Linked DNA regions of Mus musculus: region 2 is linked to region 1. Evidence: chromatin contacts called from public Hi-C data. All regions are on one chromosome and are shown on one strand. Each heading gives the region's core, a stretch centred on a gene start, on an enhancer-like site or on the middle of the called end of the contact. The rest is flanking DNA. Distances are from core to core; before and after follow the strand shown. Region 1 has its middle 25 kb from the start of Gm40650. Region 2 has its middle 9.0 kb from the start of Gm20597.

The links. Hi-C and Micro-C count contacts between places; a contact is called where the count stands out from the background.
Region 2: a Hi-C map of the N1E-115 cell line shows a contact between it and region 1, with 5 times the contacts expected there. The contact joins two enhancer-like sites. A contact is called at or near these places in 1 of 15 datasets of contacts at CTCF or cohesin (CD8 T cells), 7 of 484 Hi-C or Micro-C datasets (the HL-1 cell line, the N1E-115 cell line, Th1 cells and 4 more) and 4 of 115 datasets of contacts at active chromatin or transcription factors (CD8 T cells, cardiomyocytes, embryonic stem cells and 1 more).

Annotation. Positions count from the first base shown.
Region 1 is chr10:53,461,007-53,465,251 of GRCm38.p6, reverse strand. No RefSeq gene overlaps it. Among named protein-coding and RNA genes, the nearest start is that of Gm40650, 25 kb to the left of the region's middle. Within about 2 kb of position 2,166, at least 62 of the 459 cell types and tissues checked have an H3K27ac peak or open chromatin away from gene starts, as enhancers often do. A contact at or near this core is called in the N1E-115 cell line, where this site is marked.
Region 2 is chr10:53,525,896-53,530,140 of GRCm38.p6, reverse strand. No RefSeq gene overlaps it. Among named protein-coding and RNA genes, the nearest start is that of Gm20597, 9.0 kb to the right of the region's middle. Within about 2 kb of position 2,125, at least 22 of the 459 cell types and tissues checked have an H3K27ac peak or open chromatin away from gene starts, as enhancers often do. A contact at or near this core is called in the N1E-115 cell line, where this site is marked.

The DNA of each region.
Region 1 (4,245 bases), core at 917-3,416:
TGTTTTCTTCAAAAGAAATACAAGGAAAGAAAAGGAAGAAAGGAAGAAAGAAAGAAAGAAAGAAAGAAAGAAAGAAAGAAAGAAAGAGAGAAAGAGAGAAAGAAAGAGAAAGGAAGAAAGGAAGAGGGAGGGAGGGAGAGGAGAGGAGAGAGGAGAAGAGAGGAGAGGAAGGGAGGGAGGGGAGGGGAGGGGAGAGAGAGAGAGAGAGAGCGAGCGAGCAAAAAGCAACCTCACTTGGAAGGCAAGATAACAAACTAGAGTTGGTACTGCTTAACTGGACTGGAAATACAAATGCATATTTAAGGCTTGACTTGAAGTTAGCCAGCCCTACTTCTGTCTGCCTGCAGCTGATGTTAGGTCAAGAGGCTGCCATATCCAATTGCAGAAGGACAGTAGTCCTGCTTCTGGTCAGTTTCCTGAGTGAGAATCCATGTTGTTTCACCCCCTCCTCCAACATGTGTTTGTTCACTCAAGGGATGAAACAGATTTCCTTCCAGATTGCTTTCCATCTGGCTGATGTATAATCACAAACAAGCTGCATTACAAGCATTTTTTTCAAAGCAGCAACTCTCATTTTCTATTCTACTTTATGTAGGTGAGCCTTTGAATGAAATTACTTTGAGACAATTTCTGAATGAGATTGTCATTGGTGTGCATTGCCTGCTGCAGTATCTTCTGTAGTATCTTCAGCTATATTTGCACATGTCTGTGGATATGTCATTATGTCATTGGTCTGTATATATGTAACATGCATGCATCTCTAGCTTTTCTCCTTGCTTGGCTCTTCTGAGACCTATGGTTATCTCCATACTTCTTTGTTTTTTCGAAACAGGGTTTCACTGTGTAGCTCTAGCTGTCCTGAAACTCTGTGACTAGACCAGGCTGGCCTCGAACTCAGAGATCTGCCTGCTTCTACCTCGTGAGTGCTGGGGTTGCAGGCCTGTCCCATCATGTCCAGTCCAGACGTCCTTTTATGCTAACCTGATTTTAGAGCTTGAACCATAACAATTGACGTGTGGGAAGAGGCTGACGTCATGGGAAGCTGGGATTTGTTTTGAGGACAATCAGGAAGGAAACAGTGTCCTGGAAAACCTGATGAGTACGGGTCAATGAACTTGCATGGAGCACAAACCAGGGTGTTGGTCTTGCAGAAGCCCAGAAGGAAAGTACCCTTCCCAATTTCCCTGCCCTCAAAGTGGTGAGCTGACAGGAGAGGGGCATGTGCAGAGAAAACTTGGGGACTGAACCAGCCACCCAAATGTCTCTCTCTTTTTTTTTTTTTTTTTTTTTTTGCGGCTGGCTGTTGGTGATAATATGTTTCCCATAAATTCTTTAAAGCCAGTTCCATTTTTATTAAAGTACTGGTGAAACAAAGGAAGAGACAGAGGAGCTGGTGAAGGAGTGTTGGTCTGCCGAGCTCTTTACTTAACTCTCATTGTTTTCCAGGCTAGGGCTGTCCTGTGTCTGTCTAGTAGCAGCCCAAGTGAGGAAACCTGCACAAACGTCTGCCCATCAGTACTGACAGGATGCTATCTGGTCTCTGCACCCCCAACTGCTCATTAGGCATCTCAGGAGTAGCTATCTGCTCCCAGAATCTCAGACATGTCTGCTGCCTGGGAACTTTTGCACACCAAGCCTCATGAATAAAGTCAAATTGGAGGTTGGGGTGAGGGAGGGGCTCTGTAAGTAGCCATCTAAAGCTGGAGAGGCCACTGCGGGTTCTGGGTTCTCCTTAGTCACTAAGACACTAAGGAGGGAGGAGCAGGTGGAAAGGGCAAAGGAGTTGAAGGAGGAAGGGGGAAAAAAGGCTTTTCCCATTCCCTTACAGAACAGCCCGAGGGAAATATATGACCGCCCTCAGCCTTATTTTGACCTCAGATGCTATTTTCGTAGTAACTATGATTAGAAAATACTTATTTTTAAAAGGTTGCTTCGTAATAGCAGGAAGCTGTTCTTCAGTTTTGACCCCAAGGTTCATGGTCCTTTTTTTCCTGCTTCAGAACCTGGCTCCACCATATTCTAATGATGTGCGTATCCGTACAGGCGAGGATGCACACGAGGCTCTCAGAGAGAGAGCGAGCAGCACGCATGGATCTGAGTCTGTGCTGTGTCTCTGCAGTGCACAAGAGCCCCTTTGAAACACAGCTTCTCACAGAGAGTCTGTGCCCACGCTACCTCCCTTACCTCCCATTTGCTCAGCTTTTGTGATCTCTCTCCTGAGCCTGCTGGATGCTGGAATTGCTCTCCTGTTTCACCAAAGCTGTTTGCAATTCAGTGCCCCCTAGTATTTCTTTATCTCTGCGGACCTCTTTGCCTAGTAGCTCTGGAAGGTCAATCAGATCACGGCAGGCATCCCTGTTTCTTTTGTTCACTGCTGTTTCCACAGCATCTGGAACAAAGCCTGGCATGGGACAGACACTCCATAGGTCTGGAGGGTTCTTTCCAAGGCTCACCAACTCGGGCTACCTTATTTCATGGAATGAGGTTCCTGTCTTTTTGACTTGATTCTCAGATCTCCGCTCTATCCCCGCAGTTGGCTTTGCAGCTCCCTATTCTAAGCCAAGGTTCCCCTGAGTGCACTCTCTTACCATTGGTTCAATTTTGTCTCCTCCCTCAAACTTAAGAAGAGCAGGCAGGCATCCAGGGTCTGTGAGAATGCTCAGCGAGCCAGGGTGCTTATCACTTGCCACAAAGACTGGTGACCTGAGTTGGATCCCTGGGAACCAGACAATAACAGGACTAACTCCTGCAAGTCGTCCTTAGACCTCCCATCCTGTGGCATACAGGCGCTGGCCCCCAGCCCCCAAATAAATAATAACATAAAATCTAAAAGTAAAGAAAAACTTGTCACCTTGCTGCTGCCCTTCCACAGTTCCCTGAAGAGGAAAGGGCAGACCTCTCGAGGTAGCTCTTAGTCACATGGTTACTGAAGATTTTCGATGAGCCAGCCACAACCGATGGTAAAATGCTCAGAGGGGTTTTGAACAGATCATATGATTCTCTTAAATGCAAATTTGATATAGAAAGGAAAAGTATTTAGATTTCTGGTATTTAATAAAACATCCTCAGAAAAAATTTTTTTTCTGTTTCCTTTTGCTTTTTTGTTTGTTTGTTTGGTTAGTTAGTATTTTTCTTGCTCTTGAGAGATGTGGCTATTGGAAAGTTTGAAATCTGCCTGTGGCTCACTGTCTGTCTAGGGCAGCACTGCTCTGGACAACTGTCATGGCATAGGGGAATCGTCCTAATGCAGAGGTTCTCAACCTGTGGGTCCCCACCCCCTTGTGGGTCCTATATTAGATATTCTGCATATCAGATATCTATATTATGATTCATAACTGCAGCAGAATAGCAACTATGAAGTAGCAATGAAATAATTTATGGCTAGGGGTTACTACGACATGAGGAACTGTATTAAAGGGTTGTCGCATTAGGAAGGTTGAAAAGCCCTGCCCTAATGCATTCCGTGGTCATACCTACCAGACTGTGTTTCATTTTGGGTGCTGTAAGAACAATCAAGCACAAGTGTGTGCGCCCACGCACCCCCCCACACACACATACACACACACACACACATACACACACACACTCACAGTGGTTCTGTTCACTGAAGCTGATTCCAAAGATCTGTAAATACCACACCCCAACCACTAGGAGTCAGGCTCTTTCTCAACAGGAAGTAGAAAAGAATACAAGAGAAAAATCCAGGACATCCTAACCCCTCCCACGTGCAGGGTTAGAGGGTAAACATGTTGGACCTCAGTATAATGCTTGCTCTCCAGCTAAGGGATTTTTCTGAGTATTCCCTTTGATTTTGATTTTCCCTTGGATGGTTGTCAGTACTGTTGAATCAGCTCTTCCCTTTGGGGAGGTCATAGACAGCAGACATCCACTTCCTTCCTCTCCTCACAAAGGGGTTTCACACTCAAGTATGTGGTCTACAGCTTATCAGCGTATTACACTGCAGTGGCCTCCGCTGCTGGTCAAACAGCCTTGCCAACCTCTCTAGGCAGTCACAGCAGTGCTCACTTGAGAGTTCGAAGTGGATGGTGTGAAAGATAACGGATGTGATTTCAGGTTTGAGGCATCTTTCTTGGCTCTTGGCAAGAAGCATTCTTGACACATACCTTTGTATCTTGCTCTTGTCTTTCTTTTTCTTTTTTTAAAGTGAGGCCTCCATTCCCTCTCTTATCTTCCCATCCCTTAACTTCATTGAATTTTTAGAAGTTGCCTCTCAGGGACTCTTCT
Region 2 (4,245 bases), core at 876-3,375, 65 kb before region 1:
ATCCCTCTTAAGAGGTGTGCAGGCATTGTAATGGACCCCAGAGGAAATCTGGAGGGTCATCAATGTAAAGAGAAGTCTCCTTGGAAAGAAAAAGAGGATGCACTGGGTTGATAAAAGGTGAGGAACCAGGAACTGGCTACTGTCTGAACTGTCTGTAGTTGTGTTCAGAGTGAGATCAAGGATGTTTGATCTGATACATGATGAGGTCTGTGTGTGCTCACATCATGTCTCCATTAAGGAGAGTGGGACTGTGGTTGAAATCTAAAATGTCTTCGATCTACGGAGTTCAGACAGAGACAGGTGCTGCCTGGTCCCTTTCTCACACCCAGGGGATGAGTTAATCTTTAAAGGAAATGGTCCTGAACTTGTTTCAAATTCAGTGGTTTTGAATCAACAAGCCACAGCAGTTAAAAACAAGGAGAGCAGAAAGTTTCCAGATGTCATCTATGTCTCTGAAAATGGAACGCGAACAGGCTCATGAGTAAGACCTAAGTTACCTACTTCTGGAAAAAGAATAGTAATTATTATTATTATTATCATTATTGTTATTACTATTCTACAGTTGATGCTACCCACTCAGGTGATTTTAAGTTGTAGCAAGTTGACGTGGAAACCAACTATCACACCCGAGACAGTTCATACTTCATGGCCTGGACAGGTCTGAGGAGAATGTGGGATTATGAAGATCAGGAGGATGAGGAAGAGACTACTATTGTGACTAGTACTATATTTGCCATCATCTTAGATATTACATATATATATACATATATATATACATATATATATACACACACACTTAACATACACACAAATTGTACAATATACAGACAATATATAGGCAGATACTTAGCTTACACAGAATTAAGTTAGAAAGGTATTATGAAATGACCATAAAGCCAAAGAGGATGTTCAAGATCATAGGCTAGCAAATGGATTATGTGGAGCTAGAGTTGTGACTGCAAAGTCAAAGTCCTGATGTAAATGTAAGCTACACTAATACACCTTCCAAAGAAATAACTCTTGGAGCATCGTAGAATGGTCAAAGCCATGAGGAGTGTTAACGCCTCTCCCATTCAGTCACCGTTCACTTTCAGCAAAAAGTATGGGGTAGCAGCCTCCTGGTGACCAGGATAAGTGCCAGACTGAGGGTGTCTCTTGTCCGTTGCATGCAAATCTTGACAGCTATTCATATAGTCACAAGCAGAGAAGTCATTTTCTGCCTAGTTTGGGCTCCACATCTAAGAAACAGTGCAGCAAGACTGCAGAGCCGCTGTGGCTGGAATGCCGTGCAGCCTTGCAGCCTCGTTCATAAGAGGCCCCAGGACACCTGCCACACATGGAAAATGACCCTGCAAAAGACTTCATTTTCCTTCAAACACACCCGAGTCTCATAGTTTCTCATAGAAAAGTTTCATAGGAAACTTTTCTGTCACTTTTAAGAACTGTACCATAGGCCACTGTCCTAAAGGGTATCTTGTTTTCTGTCCTGGCCTGCTTTGAACACTGATGGTTTCCAGTGGATAGATGGGCTGACTCAGAAACACTAAGTCAGCCTATCCACCACTAGAGGGCACGACGTCCCCAATAGAGGAACCTGGATGGCTGCAAATGTGAAGGGGAAGATTTCCTGGTGTTCAGCTCTCATCCTGAAACATATTTCTTCCAAAATCAGCCTCATCGGGAAGCCTGCAGAGGAGGCATGTCATTTGTGTCATTTGAAAAATCTGGAAAAATTGCTTCATCTGAAGGTTTGGTGGTGATGATGGTAGGGAGTCTAGCCCACATAGCAGCAGAGCTCTAAATTCCCTGAGCCTATGCAATATCAGACTTGTTCTGTGGGACCAACATTTAATAATGTGACTCTTCAGGAGGTTCTGTGCAGAAAGTCACACTCCACAGTCACAAGCTTCTCAGAGAAAGTCTGTCCAGCAGTAGTGAAAACAAAACAAAGCAAAAACCAGAATAGGCAATCAATACACACTTTAGTGTATTATTTGACAGATCAGAGTGTGGGTGGGACTGGCCAGCAAATGGAGCTGTTGTTCTCTAGCTCTGTGATTGCCTGACCTTGAGCTTCTGAGCAAGAAACCACACGTACTATGTACTACACGCTGTGTCCTAGGCAGTGGGGAAATAATGTGTCTCTGGCTGCTGAGTATTACAGTCTAGTGAAGAGTCTATACACTTCCTGCATAGTATATGACATCATAGCTCATGGTCTTTTCAATTCTATTTTCCACTGTAAAACTGAAACATTCAAGAGCCAGGTTAAGATTGCCCTTTGGAAAGTTGGTTTCTGGAAGCACGAAGGAAATTCATTCATACTTTATTCTTCATTATTCAAGGTTTTTCTATTCAAGTGTTCTACCACTGAGCGACATCCTCACTCTCAAGTTTTTAATCTGCCTTCTTTTATGCTATTGGGTCTGGTAGGCTCAAGAGAACTACAATGACTTTTCTAAGTGCCGTGATCTCAGCTAGGGCCATTGTTTGAGGAATTTGTCCAGTCTTCCTGAACAGTTGCAAAGATCATCTTCTTACTAACTGAAGAACCACGTGAACTCACATTGGCTCCTCAAGGCTTAGCCAGTTAGATGCACACACAGTTGTCTGACTCATCCACAGAGGATGGGCAATCTACCGTGTGGGAACATTATGAAAGAAACAGTGCCTGTGGGACAGTGATCTGCTTGCATTTGATATCTCTTTGTCATACTTTCTAATCATCTCACTGATTCTATTACTTTTAGCAAGATTATTCTGTATTTAAATCCACAAAGTTGAGTTTGGTTCCTTGTAGCTATAAGACTCTGATATGCATAGGATGAAAAAATGATTAAGCTGTTGACCTCATCCAGCACCTAGATGGAAAAAAAGGGATATTCTTAGGGCATCTATTGTGTAGGCATCTACTGTACTGGACAGATTCATCAGTTGACAAACAGTATGACTGGATATAAGAAACTTGCTATTCTGGAAGGATAAATACCTCAATAAATAATGACATAAAATAACATTAGATTTTGTGGTGGCTAGTTTTATGTCAACTCGATACAAGCTAGTGTCATCAGAGAGGAGAGAGCCTCAACTGAGAAAATACCTCTAGAAGTAGTCAACCTCTGGGCTGTAGTCAATCCTGTAGAGTATTTTCTTAACTTGTGATTAATGTGGAGGGCCCACCTCATTGTGGGTGGCACCACCCAGGTCTGATAATCCTGGGCTCTATAAGAAAACAGGCTAAGCAGGCCATGAGGATCAAGTCAGTAAACTACACTTCCAAGTATGCTTAGATATTTTTAAACGTACTTTTAATAAGGATTCACAAATGCTTCAACCCTCCCTTGCCCCCACTCCTTCTAGCCTACCATCCAAAGGTAAGGAAGAAAAGATGGTAAGTAGGACAAGGTGATGTGGAGCTGTTTAGAAGTAGTTCTTTGAGGCGATTCCAATCTTCATTTGTCAAGATACCAGCAGTTCAGTTCAGTAGTTTCAGGATAGTGTGGGACCCTAAGGGGTTTTCCAGTCCCATGCCCTCCTTTTAGCTCCCCCTCCCACCTGAGGTCAAGGCTAGGCCAAGTTGCATCCTCCACCCACAGGATCACACTTGAGTAAAAAATTCTCAGAATGTACTGAGAGTCACCTGACCCTCTGTAAAGTCCCAGGCAGAGTTCAAATGGATGCCATATTTATTAGCCAATAGATTTAAAGGTCAATATGCTTAGCCAATAAGTTTGAACTGTAACTTCGCTGATGTAATTGGTGCCCCTAAAATGTAACCTTGCTAATGTAACTTGTGTCCCTAAAAAGTATAAAAACTTCTTGTAATAGCCATTTGGGGTCACCTCATCACTCACCTCTAGGGACTGATTGAGGGTTGATCCCGATGCACCAGAAAACAAACCTCTTGCTTTTGCATTGATCTTCGTCTCAGTAACTCACTCCGGGGCATCTGGAAGTACTACTGACCAAGGGTCGGTGTCTTACAGATAGCAAACAGGAATCAGCAGTGGTAACATAATCCAACAGAGTCAGCCTCCATCAAATAAGCACAAGTCAGGAGGAGTGACCAGGATCAGCTGGGATGCCAGGAGTTCTTTGCTCTGTCTAGATCAGTGAGAATGCACAAGACCAATGAAACACTTCAAAGCTAGCTACCAAGCACACCAGCACTATCTGTTGAGCCCTATTTATACGCTCTCCAAACATCATGTGTCCTCCCACAGGTCTTGTAGTTTCAAGAGAAAA